Regions from separate parts of the Mus musculus genome. Here region 1 is linked to region 2. A link is a contact called in public Hi-C data. All regions are on one chromosome and are shown on one strand. The core of a region is the stretch at or near the end of the contact, and the rest is flanking DNA. Distances in the headings are between cores, read along the strand shown. Region 1 overlaps 4933435C09Rik (a long non-coding RNA gene). Region 2 overlaps Rad51b (RAD51 paralog B).

Evidence for each region. Hi-C and Micro-C count contacts between places; a contact is called where the count stands out from the background.
Region 1: a contact with region 2 is called in a Hi-C map of muscle stem cells, with 1.8 times the contacts expected there. The contact joins two enhancer-like sites. A contact is called at or near these places in 2 of 484 Hi-C or Micro-C datasets (embryonic fibroblasts and muscle stem cells), 1 of 115 datasets of contacts at active chromatin or transcription factors (cardiomyocytes) and 2 of 9 other capture datasets (embryonic stem cells and embryonic trunk).

The regions. Positions count from the first base shown.
Region 1 is chr12:79,947,136-79,951,098 of GRCm38.p6, forward strand. It overlaps 4933435C09Rik (a long non-coding RNA gene), which reads left to right. Exons shown (of 3, transcript XR_381736.3): 3 at 1,857-2,356. Among named protein-coding and RNA genes, the nearest start is that of 4933435C09Rik, 13 kb to the left of the region's middle. Within about 2 kb of position 2,121, at least 74 of the 459 cell types and tissues checked have an H3K27ac peak or open chromatin away from gene starts, as enhancers often do. A contact at or near this core is called in muscle stem cells, where this site is marked.
Region 2 is chr12:79,784,238-79,788,181 of GRCm38.p6, forward strand. The region is part of intron 9 of Rad51b (RAD51 paralog B); the gene reads left to right. Among named protein-coding and RNA genes, the nearest start is that of Gm36048, 13 kb to the right of the region's middle. Within about 2 kb of position 1,659, at least 8 of the 459 cell types and tissues checked have an H3K27ac peak or open chromatin away from gene starts, as enhancers often do. A contact at or near this core is called in muscle stem cells, where this site is marked.

The DNA of each region.
Region 1 (3,963 bases), core at 871-3,370, 160 kb after region 2:
TTCCATGAACCTCCATCTCTAGCTACTGAAATTCCCACAATTCTACTGAAACTCCCACTACTGCTGGCCGCATCTCCACAGACACCATGGAGAACTGCAGGAAACCAAATCAAACATCTCTCAGACTCATGTCTCTTCTTGAGACTGCTTGACCACACTAGCTCTCCAGCCTCCCCACTGGCAAGGCTGAAATCTGCCCCTTGAAGTTAGTATTAGCTTCCACAAACCCAAGCAATCTAATTCGGAATATATACACATATATGTATATATACATATACATTATATAATATATGCATATAATATATGTACATGTACACATATGTATACATACATATATGTATACATATACATGTGTGCTTATATATTGTATATGTATATTTTTATATGTGTATATGCATATATGTATATATACCTTCATATTCTAATGTTATCTAAATTAAAGCCCTCAGTCTTTTCTCTCCCAGACTTTTCTCTCGGCCTCTGAGTTTTTTCTCTTACGGTCTATTTATCTGTGGACACAGGGTCCTTCGCAGCAACCCATCTTCCCTTTAGAAACTAAGGAGGACTCCATAGTGTATGTGGTTCCCTAGCCAGGGTCAGGGCCTTGCCTTGCTGCCAGCCTGATTCTTGCCACCTGTTGCCTGCAGCCGTTGGCTCAGGACCTGAGTCTAGACTCTAGCCACCTACTCCCCACTTACAGAGCTAGCCAAGCCCTCACATACACAGTTTTCTGCTCACCCATTTTGTCTGCCATTTTGACACCTCTCTTCCTTGTTTGCTACATTGTATTTCCCAGTCTTGCTCAAAGCCTTGCTCTTCCAAGAAACCTGCAGACCTCCAAAAGAACAGCTCCCCTCCTTCATCCCCAAGGAGAGCAACATCTGAGCCGGCCTCATCTCCCTGCGTGCACAGCCCTGGCTGACCAGAGAACCGTTCTTAATGTCATATGTATACCATACATATTTAACTAAAGCCAGTTGCGTTTGAATTGGATCTTGTTCTCAGATTTAGCCAAAGTTCTCCGTTGCCAAAACTGAGGACAGAGTCAGGGAGTAAGATAGCCCCAGGCTTCTAATCCCTGATTCAGTACCCAGAAAATTAAGGAATCCCTGACTCAGTGGCCCAAAGTCTTGCATGTGCCCTCTGTAGGTATACTGACGTCACTTAGGACCGTCCTCCTACCAACTGGGTGGACTGGAGTCAGAACAGAGAGACCTTGGACATGCAGCTGGGGCTCAGTCTCTTTCCCAGTTACCTCTGAGAACGTGTCATTCTGTTCTCGGAACCTCTAGGGCGATTGCTTACATCTGACTTTCAGCATCGGAGGCTACTGTCTTACAGGCTCTGTGGTGGATAACCTCTTTCCTGTTCTCTAGGCCTTCCTCTGCCCCTCCAAGTCTTGCTGCTCCCTCTACATTCCGTCCCCTCTAGCTGGGTCTCCTGCAGACAAAGTTTCTCCTATTGGCACAATCTTCAATGGAGAGAATCTCTGGAGCTTACAGAACTGTGTAACTCCTGGAGAGACTGTGGGGCAGGGCGGGGAGTGAGACAGAGACGGAGGCCACATCAGTCCATGGCTTTAGCAAAAGGGAAGGGGATACAGCCTGACTGTGACAGTCGGCACTGTAGTCTCACATACAAATTTGAAAAAAAGCTAAATTTTGTCACTGGAGGGAGGGGTCCACGTGTCCTCATGCCTTGGTGATGCACAGTGCAGCTCACTCTCAGCCTCCCGCCATCAGATTTGACATAGGACATCCCAGGGCCCCCTGGACCCCACCTCTGTTTCTTAGTCTCCCTGATTCCAGTCTAGCTCTACTCTTATCCCAAATCCAATGCACTATGTTCTTTTTGAGGAGGAAGAAGTTGGTATATTCACATCCACAAAAGCCAGAAGGATCTGTATGAGGCTCAGACCCTGTCACGAATGCCAAAGAACAGGCCAAATAAATAAAAAGATCATGGCAGTCGAGGCCGCAGGAACTGCTGTGAGTGGCTGACCTACACGTTTTGAAAAAAAGTCTTCATGATGCTCTGTGCAACTTGGAACAGAAAGCAGCCGAAGCTGTCAGGGAGCCGGTGTTCTCCGTCAAGGGTGAGCTGGAGCAGGCTGACCCGGGAACGGGCAGTCACAGCTGAGTGCATCGGCTTGCGTGGGAAGGCCAGCTGGCTCAATGGGGCCCAGGAGACAGTCTGACGAGGGAAGAATTCCTGTGTTTGGAATTGGGCTTGAAAAGTCCCCTGTTTGTAGCACTCGACTCACAGAAGAGCAGAAAGAATTTCCAGCTGTCATCAGGGCACAGAAAGTCTTCCTGACTCTGTCTGGGGCGCTCTCTCTCTCTCTCTCTCTCTCTCTCTCTCTCTCTCTCTGTGTGTGTGTGTGTGTGTGTGTGTGTGTGTGTGTGTGTGTGTGTGTGTGTTTGAGACTCTCCTATCCCTCCTCCTGGCCTGGTTAACATATCAAGTTCCTGGAGGGGTCAGCTCCAGGGCCACATGACTCCTTGCTGTCAAGAAAAGCAAGCAGGCCAGGCCTGGCAGCACAGGTCTCTAGACCTGCTCAAGAGACTGAGGCAGGACAATCTCAAGTTCAAAGCTAGCCTGGACAATTTAGCAGAAGTGAAAAGGGGGTGGGGGAAAGTACACATATATTCACATGCGTATGCTTCAATAGTATGATAGTACTATATAATATACATAGTGCATGTGATATAATATGTATTATAGAGTCCTGTGGTAGAGCACTTACTTGCCTAGGGGATATGTGACCCTTTGATTGCAGTTGTGGAGAGAGAGGGAGAAAAGCACCGATGTCATGTGGCTCCTCTTATAAGAGGTATGTATCTTAATTAAATTCATAAATAGGAAGTATAATTGTGGCTGCTACGTGTTGGGAGAAAATCATCGGTTTGTGGGAACAGAGTTTCATGTTTTTCAAGATGAAAAAGTTTTGGAGACAGATGGTGGTGTTGGTTACAAATAGGTGTGAATGTACTTAAGGCCACAGAATTGCATGTTTTAAATTGGCTGGAATACAGGCCAAGGAGATGGCTCATTTGGTAAAGCACTGCTAATGTAAGCGTGAAGACCTGAGATCAGACCCCCAAAACTCAAGTTAAAAAAGTCAGGCTCAGTGGCTTGTGCTTGTAATATCAGCTCCTAGAAGAGAGAAGCAGGGAAATCCCTAGGGCTCCCTAGCCTAGGCTACCGATGAGTTCCACACCAGTAAGACTTCTCAAGCAGGGCGATGGCTCCTGAGAAACAGCACCCAAGGTTGTTCCCTGTCCACATACATGCATTCATCATACATACATGGATACATCATACACATACACGCAATACATACGTCATACACATACATACATAATACATACATGTATCATTCATATACCATATATACATATGTGCACACACACAGCCCCAAATCATCTATTTTAAGTTATTTATATTTTACCAAAATTGGGCTGGGGTGAGGGGAAGCTGAGATAGAAAGAAGAAGAAAAGGAAGAGGTAAAAAAAAAAAAAGAAGGGAGGAAAGAAGGAAGGGAAGGAGGAAAGAAGGAAGGGCAGGAGGACCAGGGAACTCAGTTCTGATCACAGCACAGCTGGCAAAAGGCAGTCATGTGACTCAGACCCTGACTCCAAAGAGAGGAATGTCCACACATCCCTGCTGGAGAAAATGGATTCGCAGACAGCATGATAAAAGTGGGGAGCACATGAGGCCAAGCCACGTAACCCCTGGATCCTCCCCATGACTAATAACTGAGGTAATTGTGTACAACACAGACTAATCGAAGCCTTTCATTGGAAGTTACTCATTAAAAGCCTATGGCCCTTCGTAATGTCCTTGTAGGCTGTGGGTAAGAGGCCATCTCTCCATAACCTGTTCAAACACACAACTTAGTTGTTCTAAGCGAGACTCTATTTTGGGGACCTGAGCCTTAGAGACTGTCATTGTACGGCCAG
Region 2 (3,944 bases), core at 409-2,908:
AAAAGCCCAAGGCTGGAAACATTTTGTTTCCTACAAAAAGAATACATTTTGCAGCCAGCTCTGTGGTGGAAAGCGTTTTTTTTTCCTGTGGTCTAAGGGATGGGCTGGATCCCATCTCTCCTTGGCTAGTGACTGAGAACTCAGCCTGTGGCTTCCCAGCAAGTCTGTGCAAAGCACGCAGTTTTTCAAAGGAGTGTTTAATGGTGTTGGGTACGTGCACGGGTGGACAGATTAGTCTGTTTGGGTGTCTAAGAGCATCTTCACGAGCCTCTGGATGTCTCGGGGCAGAGAGAACCAGGGAGTGGTTTTCCACATGCCGGACGCACCAGCATAGCCTTTAAGTTTTCACCACTTGGTGACGGGCAGACACTCAGAGACCGACAGAATGAGAGGAGAGAGATACACGAACCTTGTATGGATTTGCAAGTAATCAGAATGCTAGGGACTGTGGAATTTTGACCTGTCGCATTTCTTTCTGTTTTCAAATGCTCAGATCCAAAACATGGCATAGGTTTTTTTATTAGATGGCAGGGTGGTCACAAAGTGGGAATTCTGAGGAATCAGTCTCCACTGTGGCCAAATTTAGGGTTCGGTACAGTAATTTCTGCCAAAATTTTAGATAAATCACTTTGTAAAGATAGATTACATTTCCATGTCAAAAAAAATTTTTTTACTTAAAATTGATTTTTAAGTTCTGTGCTTCTAAAAACAAATGTGCTTTTAATGGGATGGAGTTTGAGCATCCTAGAAATCCACAGATATTCATAATTTACCCTTTATTGATAATTTTATGATCTGATTGAGACTTTGCAGTATGTGGTCTTTCATAGAACTTTTCAGCGCTGACCCTATGGCCTAGCCTTAGAGATTCTGTACCCAACATTCTTGTCAACCACCACCAAAAAAAGTACAGTCCTCTGGCTCCCATTGCCTCTGGCTCCCATTGCCTCTGGCTCTTAAGCAGAATTCCAGCTCAGTGCTTGACACAGACTACATGTCCAATAAACATTGGTTGGCTTAGATGAAATAAACTTCTCCAGAGTTGACAAGCTGCTATCTGTAACTTCAGAATTCCAAGTAGAGACACATTTGGAGTACAAAACATCTCGCTTTTTAGAAGGGACAGTTGTAGCCACCGAGTCTGGGGTAACCATTTGAAGAAACAAGTATCACTGATAGATAGAGCTGTGAACCCCTCTGCTATACTCTGAGGTAGAAAACACATTTGAACCATAGGACGATTTCCCTTTAGAGACAAATTGAGATAGACCCATGCCTCTCGTGGGACCCTGGCATAGGATCCAAGTATGTGCACTTGGACATAGAAACTGGCCCATCCAAGTCAGGCTCATAGGAAAGACTGACCACAAAGAAATCAGACCACAGCTAACCAGTGGGGAAAACTGGCATTTTTTCCCATTTTATCACACAAGGCAATAGGCCCGTTCTCACAGTAAGGGGTAGGGTAACTTGGGAGGATAGTGGTAGTGGTTTTAGTACACTGGCTTACAGATGGGGTTGGTATTTCTATCTTTACTCTTGACAATGAGACAACAGCCCAAATAATAGATCCCTTGGTATATCAGAATGCCAGGGCTAACTGGGCTGGTAGAGCTTTGTGGCTTTGGCTCTTGGCTGACAGGCGTATCCATGCATTAGGGCCATGGCTTGGCAGTAGACAAAGCAGCTGTGTGGGTCCTGGGAGAGCTCTCTGGCTCTGTGGGTTTCTTTGATACGCAATTGAACTTTGGCTAATTTCTCTTCTCATGGCTGTTTATGAAGTCCAGAGCTGGGCAAAGAACTCCTTCTGGAGCTCAGAGGCATAGCAAAGGCGGGCAATGGTGTGTTCCCACTGGCATACTCTACTTGTAGCCTCAGAGGATGGTCCACAAGGCCTACCACAAAGGGACAAGTTGGGGCCAGAGACTACAGAGTTCTCTTTTCAGTAACATACTGCTCTACCTAGAAGACTGGGTAGATAGATCCCTTTAAAATTCCCCTCCTTCAGAGGGAATGGATCTCTCATTTGGAAAAGATCAATAAGCTGATTAAATTAGTGTTCTCTAGTGCCATAATGCTTAACAACAATAGCTAATGGGTACTGAGTATTTAGACATTTGTGAGGTACTACAGTGACGTAGATAACCCATCTAACCTAACCACCACACCTTGTAAGGTAAGTACCGTCACCCCCACCTCCCTGTCTCATACATAAAGAATTTCAGTGGCAGAATTGTTAGTGATTGTGGTTCTTATCACTCCCCAACTTTAGGCTCAAATTCTATAAATATGTCTAAATAAATGAAGTTAGCCTTCTTAATTACCCACTTTAAGTTATAATGGGCTGTCTTAGTTAGGATTAAATTGCTGTGAAGAGACACTATGACCAAGGCAACTCTTATAAAGGACAACATTCAAGGCAGGCAGTGAGCATGCAGGCAGAGATAATACCAGAGGAGCTGAGAGTTCTACATCTTGTTCCAAAGGCAGTTAGTTAGGAGGAAGGTCTCAAAGCCCACCCCCACAGTGACACACTTCCTCCAACAAGGCCATACCTCCTAATAGTGCCACTCCCTGGGCCAAACATATTCAAGCCACCATACGGGCCTAGGCCATTTTCAGACAATATCAAATACACCTGAAATTGTGACATCCCTTGACTCATAGACAAGGGTAGAGAAGGTGCTTGGCTTCTCTGAAACTGGGATCATCCGTTCTATCAAGTGCATAGAGCAGACAGAGACAGATGCCATGTTAGACTGGGGAGTAACCTGTGGGCCACGACCCCCTTGGCAAACCTGTCTCCAAAAAACTTACATTATGATTCATAGCAGTAGCAAAATTACAGTTATGAAGTAGCAACAAAAATAATTTTATGGTGTGGTGGGGAGGGTCACCATAGCATGTATGTATTTAAGGGTTGCAGCATTAGGGAGGTTGAGAACCACCAGGCTAGAGAATTGGAGAGAAGGATGGTGCCCAAGTGTAGAAACTCTAGAGCATCTGGCATCAGAATCAGAGAGCACTGCAACTTTCTTCCCCGTCATTTCTACTCTAACCTTTGTGCTTTCCATTGCTGTCCCCAAGAAACAGTGGCTTCAACAATAACATCTGCCAATTTTGCCTCAGACAGGGAGGGTTTGTGGGAGCATCACCCCTATAATATACTATGAGATGGTTTTTCTCAATAGCACTGGCAAGTGTGCACCATGGCCCTCGGCTTACAGATGGGGAACTAGGCTTGGAAATGAAGACGTGTCCTAAAGCACAAGCAACGTATAAATGGTAGAAAGGGAGGCAGACCTCCCCCCGCCCCCAGGGACGAGCACCTGGCCTTTGTCTTGCCCTTGACCTCTCTCACCCTTTCTTTTAATGCTTGTACCGCAGTTCTCCTGTAAGCAAACACCCTTCTTTAATCTTCAACCTGTGTGTCCAGGCAGGGCTGCTTGAACCACTAGCTCCACGTCCAACCAGCCGAAGGATCATATTCCCTTTCTACGGAGATTGGTTTGCAGTAATTGGTGAGCGCAGACTAAGCCAATTAAAGTAAACCCAAGACTTAGCTGGAACAAGGATGGCTAAGCTGGTAGAATGCGGGCAGGGAGCTCCTGGGGGCCATCTTTGCCATGGTGTGGAAGGAAGCCACCTTAAGAGAGACAAAGAAGCCGATCCATAAAGAAAGGAGAGATACGGAGAGACTGCTCCCTGGAGAGACGAGTTGTGCACATCCTCCCTGACCCCGACCCCTGCACTGGATCTGAAAATGTTATCATTGAACTGTGGATCCTGTCCTCCCACTGGGCAAAGACAGGCTCTGATTCTCCAGGTCTGTCTTTTTCTAGACTGGGCCGTTTCTTCACTCTCCCCTCCTTGTGCATTTGTTCTTCCGGCCTCTCTGTTGACCTTTTCTCTGCTCCCCAACCACAGTACCGAAGGGAAAAGCC